2 separate regions of the Bicyclus anynana genome follow, and region 1 is linked to region 2. Evidence: chromatin contacts called from public Hi-C data. All regions are on one chromosome and are shown on one strand. The core of a region is the stretch at or near the end of the contact, and the rest is flanking DNA. Distances in the headings are between cores, read along the strand shown.

The links. Hi-C and Micro-C count contacts between places; a contact is called where the count stands out from the background.
Region 1: a Hi-C map of whole body shows a contact between it and region 2, with 4 times the contacts expected there. The contact joins two enhancer-like sites. A contact is called at or near these places in 2 of 2 Hi-C or Micro-C datasets (whole body and whole larva).

What each region holds. Positions count from the first base shown.
Region 1 is chr4:11,805,931-11,809,509 of ilBicAnyn1.1, reverse strand. It overlaps LOC112046593 (protein sickie), which reads right to left. Exons shown (of 33, transcript XM_052881318.1): 4 at 1,596-1,699. Among protein-coding and RNA genes, the nearest start is that of LOC112046595, 110 kb to the left of the region's middle. Within about 2 kb of position 1,614, at least 3 of the 8 cell types and tissues checked have open chromatin away from gene starts, as enhancers often do.
Region 2 is chr4:11,760,721-11,764,687 of ilBicAnyn1.1, reverse strand. LOC112046593 (protein sickie) reads right to left here. Exons shown (of 33, transcript XM_052881318.1): 3 at 1,748-2,058. Among protein-coding and RNA genes, the nearest start is that of LOC112046593, 150 kb to the right of the region's middle. Within about 2 kb of position 1,862, at least 7 of the 8 cell types and tissues checked have open chromatin away from gene starts, as enhancers often do.

The DNA.
Region 1 (3,579 bases), core at 365-2,864, 45 kb before region 2:
TAATACATTCTCGAGTCAGTACGACACGAAGCGTCGCATCAGTAATTTTCAATATCAATCTTATGGTTTTTTAAAACTGTAAATAAATATTTTAAAAAACGTTTACAAAAACTAAAGAAAAAGATACAGTATTTTTTTTATTGGCAATTATAGTAAGTGTTAAATTTTGAAATTGATATTATGGAAAAAGTTTGTATATAAGGATTTTAAGAAAACACGTGACGTTTCGGTTTTTATGGGTTTCACCGGCTTCACCACGCTGCTTGTAAACACTCATTCTAGATTATTTTTTATTCCTGACCTGTAGTAGGAATGTAGACTGGTGAAACTTAAACTGGTTTAACTTTTAAAAATGTCTTTTATAGTTCTAGCTAATAGGTTCTCGTGATATAAAGTTGCCATAATTTGACGTCAAAAATGTTCACGTAATTATAATATATTATTTGCTTTTATACGTTGTCACGTATTGAAGCGTCAACTATCTCATACAGCAGCTTCCACAGCTTTGGCCTTTGTCTGCATACTTCCATTCAAGAATTTATAAATTGAATATTTTCGAGCTGAAATCCCAAACAATAGACAAAGGGGAATGTATATAAACATTGCACAGCTGTGTGTGTGTACGTTTGATAATATTACACGTGTCTACAAGCACTATTTGCAAGTCCGTTTGTGCCTAAGCCCCATTTGTCACGGCACGTATCGAGCTTTGTGAATCATGTTGTATTAGTATCTGCGGGCTTCTGTTGTCGAACTACCCAAACAAGCTCAATGTTAAAGTATAATTGCGTCTAGCCGACGCCCTGCGGTTTCACCCGCGTAGTTCTCGTTATCATGAGAATACGGTGGTAAAATATAGCCCATGACACTCGCAAATAACGTGGCTTTCTAGTGGTAGAAAACTTTTCAGAATCGGTTAAGTAGGTCCAGATATTACCCTCTACACACCACTTAGGTACTTTACCTCTTTAATACTCGTAATATTAGATAAGACCACCTTCGCATTTCACTTTGGTTTTCTGTTTTCTTTGTTAAGTACTTTAAAACTCATCTTGTGTGTACAATAAATATTAACTATCTATCATCTATTTGATTCATACTAATAGGTAGATTATGAAACGGTGGAAACAGCTGCGTCTCTTTCAAGGAAGCTCTGCTCTGTAGTATGGAGCCGTTGGTTTAGGTTTTTTGTTATTTTTTCCTCATTCTTTGTCATAAAAGCTAAAAGTTCGTCATCTTGTTCTTCTACCAGTACTAAGTACGAGCATGTCTTGTAGTAGACAAATCCGACCAACTGGTTTTCATCACCATCTTATTTTAATGATCCCAATGTGGGACTGAGTCACTCTCCATGAAGGAGAGGGGTTTAGGACTTTATGCTGATTACACTGCAACTATGCGTGTTGTCAGGCTTAAGGGAAATGTTTGACTCTAGTACTCGGAGACACAAGGTAGTTAAACCATAGCTAACTAATGATATCCACTTTCTCGGTAGTAATACCCAATATTTGATAACCGGGCGCCTAGGGTCTTGAACCCACGACCTTATGATCCGAACAGGCTTAGTACAGACCAACAATAAAAAATATTCTTACCATGCACTGGGGTAGCAGGTAGCGGTCTTTTGTCCGGAGGCGCTCTGCGTACCGCCGCGGCCGACGCCGGCAAAGGTATCGACGTCTGTAGCACCGACACCTGTCTGTGAACAAATTACACCTCCTTAGTTTACTTTTAACCCTGGTGATTTATAAGAATATACCTACAGTATGATAAATATTCTAATTATTATATTTTCGCCGTGTGTCGGGGCCATAAACATTATAGACGTTTTTAAGCTATTTCAGACGCTTCATCGGTTTTCGTTTACAAAAAAGTACAATTCGTAAATCAAAATTATTTACAAGTTCAGAAACGGTACCTTAATCATATTAGCTAAAAGCTTCTACAATTAATTTCACAAGAAACTTTTAAAAAGTTTGGATTACAAAGTAGCAAGTTAATTAAAATAATTATTATTTATAGTTATTTGAATCAACTTGCTATGTAGTTCAATGTATTATCACAGAATAAAGAATGATACAGAATGAGTCTATACAAGTAACGCGGTGAGGCCGGTAAAACCTATAAAAAAAACAAACGTCACGCGACTCCGCATAAACAAACTTTTTTCATAATTTGTATTTCAAGATTTAACACTGAGAACAATTACGTAAATTTATATCATAAAAGAATATTATTTCAATAATTACTTATAAAAAATACTCCATCTTATTTTTTTTTAGTTTTTGTGAGCAGTTTTTAAAAACATAAGATGCAATTTTTCTTGAATAATATTGAAAATTACTGATCGTTACTGATCGCTTCGTGTCGTACTGACTCTAAAATGTATTTGTTTTTGAATTGTATTTGGAATGACTGCACCCCTGCCGTGCTCCGTACGCTCAATCTGCCTATTATTCTTTAATCTGTTGTAGTGCTGAAATTAAAAATGCAGCATCTAATAAAATATAAAAATCATAAAACGCAGTAGAAATTTAATTTTTTTCAGTTCAGTTGAAATTTAAACGCAAAAACATTCAATTCAATTTCAATTAAATTTTTGATTTTATGGCAAACATTCAAATTTTCTAGCAATTTCACAATGTATATCTTTGTATTTGACACTATGTCAGACATGGCGCTTGCGCTCGCGCAGTTCTCTACGTAGTGTCGCTACTAGCTACAAGATGGCGCGGCTTAGTTGTTTCTATAAAATAATTTAGATAGTTTTTTTACTTTTTTATAATTTGAAATTACAGTAAAAATACAGGCTAAATTTTAGTTTTTGGTCACTACTTATGAATAAAAGTTTTAAACGTTCTATACCACAATATAATATCTTAATCCAAATCTATTAAATGGGTAGACGGTACCTAAATTAATCCAGGCCCTGCTGTCTAGACTCTAGTCTATGGAAGAATGCAGGTATTTTTCGTTCTTCAGAGTGCACCAGTGATTGTTACTCTATGCCTAGCTAGCTAGATATATCTTTCTTTAGCAGAGTAATACATAAATTAAGGGTTCTTAGTTTTTAACATTCAAGATGTTGCAAATAACATTAATATTAATAACATTTTTAAACAATACCAAAAAAAAATATTTTCATCATCAAAGTCTTGTCATCAGGGGTTGACTTAAATATCCATAACTACAATTGACTGAATGTTTATAGATAGAAGATTTACAAGTACGTGTCGGTGAACAAAAGACAGTCGATATCAATATTCAACAGCAGAAGTTAGAATTAGTCCACGATTTCGTTAAAGTCCAGCAACGGTATCGCGCGTGCCGCGGCCTTCCGGGGCGGTTCGACGGAAATTGAGTCTGTCACGCTTCGAACTCAATGGATTATTATAATAAATGACTTATTGAATGAAAGCTTATCACTACAATATACACTTTTGATTGAAAACGTTAAAAATGTATTACTTGCTGACGAAAAAGATGATTATCATACAAGTCATTGTCTACATCTACGATAATTGGTAGCCAAAGACTATCTTACAGATTTAAATATTTACATGCGCTTTTCACTAACAG
Region 2 (3,967 bases), core at 613-3,112:
ATGATTCTGTAATTAATTAGTGCTATTATTATCCAAAATATATTATTAAAATTAAAAAAATACACAAAACATACATACAACCGAACGTTGAACCTCCTCCTTTTGGAAGCCGGTTAAAAATACTAACAATTGGCAAATTATTAATTAATAACGAACGCCCGTAACGAAGGTCCACCCTTCCTCTTCGATCCGGCCCTGTCGCAAAATCCGTTGTTAGCTGATGTCAAGTAACTTTATTCAACCTTCCAGCCAGATTTCATCTTTGTAACGTTAAGCGGTTTTCTATATTTCCCGATAAACCTTTCACTTTTACATGTACCTTATTTAGATTATATCCTAAAAATAATGATGAAAATAATTGTCTTGAATTATTAATTGGTCTCGCTCCACTAAACCGAAACTTATATTAATGTATAATTAGTGATTATTATTATTATTGTAATAAAAAAATCTATATGAGCTAATAGTAACAAAAAACCCTGATGTGTCTACATTTGTCCGTTTTCTTTTACAATTATCTTATAGTGACGCTCTAAGATATTCAAAATAATTTTAATGGAGTTTATAGACCTGATCCCACTAAAAGTCTTACCTGTGTGGCTACTATTTAAATCCTTCTGTAGGATCCGATTTTATTTTGAAAATTGCGTAGTGGATATCAGTTCATTCAAATTCAAATAGAACTGTAACCAAATGTAATGTAGACAAAAAGGCTAGTGTCATAAAATACAATTGATGTCCTCTATGTAATTTTATTACTGTTACAATATTCAACAATGTTGAGCATTTCCGATATTCCAATACTAAAGTTAAACTGTACAATACAGACTTAATTCGGTTACGTTGAAAGAAGAATAAAATAAAATGAGTTGCACACAGTTATTTATAGTAATTTAAACTTGGAGACGCCACTCAGTTGCCACCCATTGAGTTATAAGTAACAGCTCCTTCACACTAACTCGTATAATATAATTGTGATCTGATTGAAATTCCCCGATAGTCCATTGGTTTACTGGTTTACAAGGTTTTGAGTTCGATATCTTTAGTCCAAAAAATGAATTTATTGGTGTTTTCGTTTTTCGTTTTTTTTTTTGTCTTACAATATTGGAAAATTATAATACAGCTGTTGGTTCCGTTCATCCAAATTCCAATTTTGTTCAACTTCAAAGTCAGGATCTTTAATATGATACCTACATAATTAATTAATCTCATTTTGTGTCAAATCTATTATTTTTTATCTTGTTTGATTTATCTATATTCTAGTCATCCTAAAATAATTTTAAAGTTTATATATATTTAGGCTAAGTATGTATTTTTTTTTAAATCATACATACATAGCTTAAATATTTATATTAATTATGAAGGTTAAAATATAATATGTTTTGTTAAAAAACATACATAACTCTTCTTTTTTTGTCGGGAAAGTAGGGAAGTTACCTATCAAAATTCTAAAATAGTTATTTATTAATTAATTTCCAAAATAAATTGTCTAAAAATTCAAAATCTGATTTTGGAACTATTTGAAAACTTTGTCTAAGAACATAAATACACTGTAATCTTTGCATAATACCTATATGCAATAATGCATGGTGCGACGTCTATTATCATGATGCAAAAGCTCTTTGTAAAGTTCCTCTAGGCGCCACAAGATGGCGCATAATTATTAAATTATTAATTTTAATTATGAATTAATAACCTAAAATAATTATAATATTTTATTTTTTTAATTTAATTAATAAGTACTTACCTATTTGCTGTTAATGTTGTCATTTCGACGTTGTTTCCGCAGGCTGTCAGTATCTCATCGCTGCTGCCACCTGTTATCCGCTGGACGGAGCTCAAAGACGCGTCTTCGTTTGAACTCTTCCCCGCGTTCGACACATTGCCGCTAGATGGCACAGTTCTTTGCTTCGATGCTTGTTTATGTCGGCTCAATGCAAAAAAGAGCGCCAAGACTGCTTTTAGTTTTGCGTCCCGAATATCAACAGCTGTGACTTGTTCCAGTCCTTGGACTTTTTGCGCGTGTAGGAAATCCAAACAACACTGGACGTTTTCCAACTGCAATGAAAAGAAAAAAATAAATTAACTATTAAGCTTATTATACTTACATAGTAATATAATTAATCATAATACAGATAATAATATTAATGTACTGTACACTGTTGTTAAGTAAATAGGTACGACTAATTTAATAAAATTGTACTTATAAGATTTCTGCAATGAAGATTTATCTATTTATTTAGGTATGATTAATTTATTGATATTTTTATTAATAAAGTAAATCGGTATATTGTTGACGGTTTTGTTTCATTAGATAGATTTAAGTGAGATTTTGGCCTTTTTGACGCACTTTAGGTACGAGTTGGTAAGTAGGTGCCTACGCAAGATTTTTTTTACTGCTGTCAGCTTTGAGTAGGACTGGATAATTTTAATACTAATTAGATATGATTAGGAGTTGCCTCAAACTAAATAACTTCTTATACATATTTAACACAATTAATTATGATATGATACCTACATTTAATATGTTTTCCGAATAAAATTAGCCGAGAAAACTTACTTTTTTTGTGTGACCCATTTTTTAATTTAAAAATATTCGAACAATAAACAATCATAAGTCATAACACGAATGCATTACGATACCAATCTTCTCGAACCTACCGATTATTACCGATCAATTTAGATGTAAGGTGGATAAATATCTAAAGTGTGAATTGAACATGATTTCATTCATTCCGATTGGATCGTTTAGGCGTCGCTCATTACGCACTCTACCGGCGCAATGCGACGCGCACGCGCATCCTAATCGCATTTGACACATTAGCAAACGCAATGCGTGCGATACACGTCAAACAAACGTTTTGCCGAATTACTTTCCATTTTTGAACTGCAAGAATTTTGTTTTTACACAATACATGCTAACGAAAACGTTGCTTTGCTTTGTAAATTTTGGCGTTGGTCACCCTTATCATTTAGAGGTATGAAAAATAGAAGTTGGCCGATTCTTAGACCCACCCGATATGCACACAAAATTTCATAAAAATCGGTCCAGTCGTATCGGGGTAGTTTGGTTACAAATACCGCGACTATAGATTTCTATACATTACTCGTAGATGTGGACCTTAGACCTCCTTTATTTGAACAGAATATCTTGTATCCATCGAACTAACAATCAAACAACGCAGTCTGTGTACCTTCAACACGTCCTGTATATACAGGTCGTGTTGTAGGTAAAATAAAAAAAGCCCTGTATAATGTAGGTATATATTGTACACTTTCACCTGTATGTGTAAATAAAGAATTAATCTACACATCTTTCTATGTATCTGTCTAATTTCTAATATTTATTTATCTATCTTTCTACCTATCGATATCTATCTATTTATCAAACAAACACAGAACAAAACAAAAAAACGCTATCACTGTCTCGTAAAGAAACACGGTTTTTTTCATCCTACACCACGTCACCAATGTTTGTGTTGGCAGCTGGGAACAATACCAAAGGTTTCTTTTGTTAAGCCCTGTGTATGTCTTCATGAATGGGACGGCAATTGTTATTTTTTTCTTTATGCGCTTATTTTGGTGCGTTCTTTTCGTAAAATTTACTATGTTCCACAATGAAACCGCGTTAATATCATCACGTGAAGGGTTGGCTACATATAAATTTGATTGTTATTCTGAAGTTTGTTGGAACGTCAACTGCCTTATTGGTCTAGCTATGCGATTTCGGATAGTTATGTCCTTGATTAGAGTGACTTTGTTTTTTTTTTCCAGCAACTTCTCAGTTGCTGGTTCTTAGGATTCCGAACGTACGTAGGTACCTAGTACAAAAACGGAACCCTTATAATATCACTCGAGCATATTTTAATGAGCCGTGATAGCCCAGTGGATATGAAATCTGCCTCCGATTCCGGAGGGTGTGGGTTCGAATCCGGTCCGGGGCATGCACCTCCAACTTTTCAGTTGT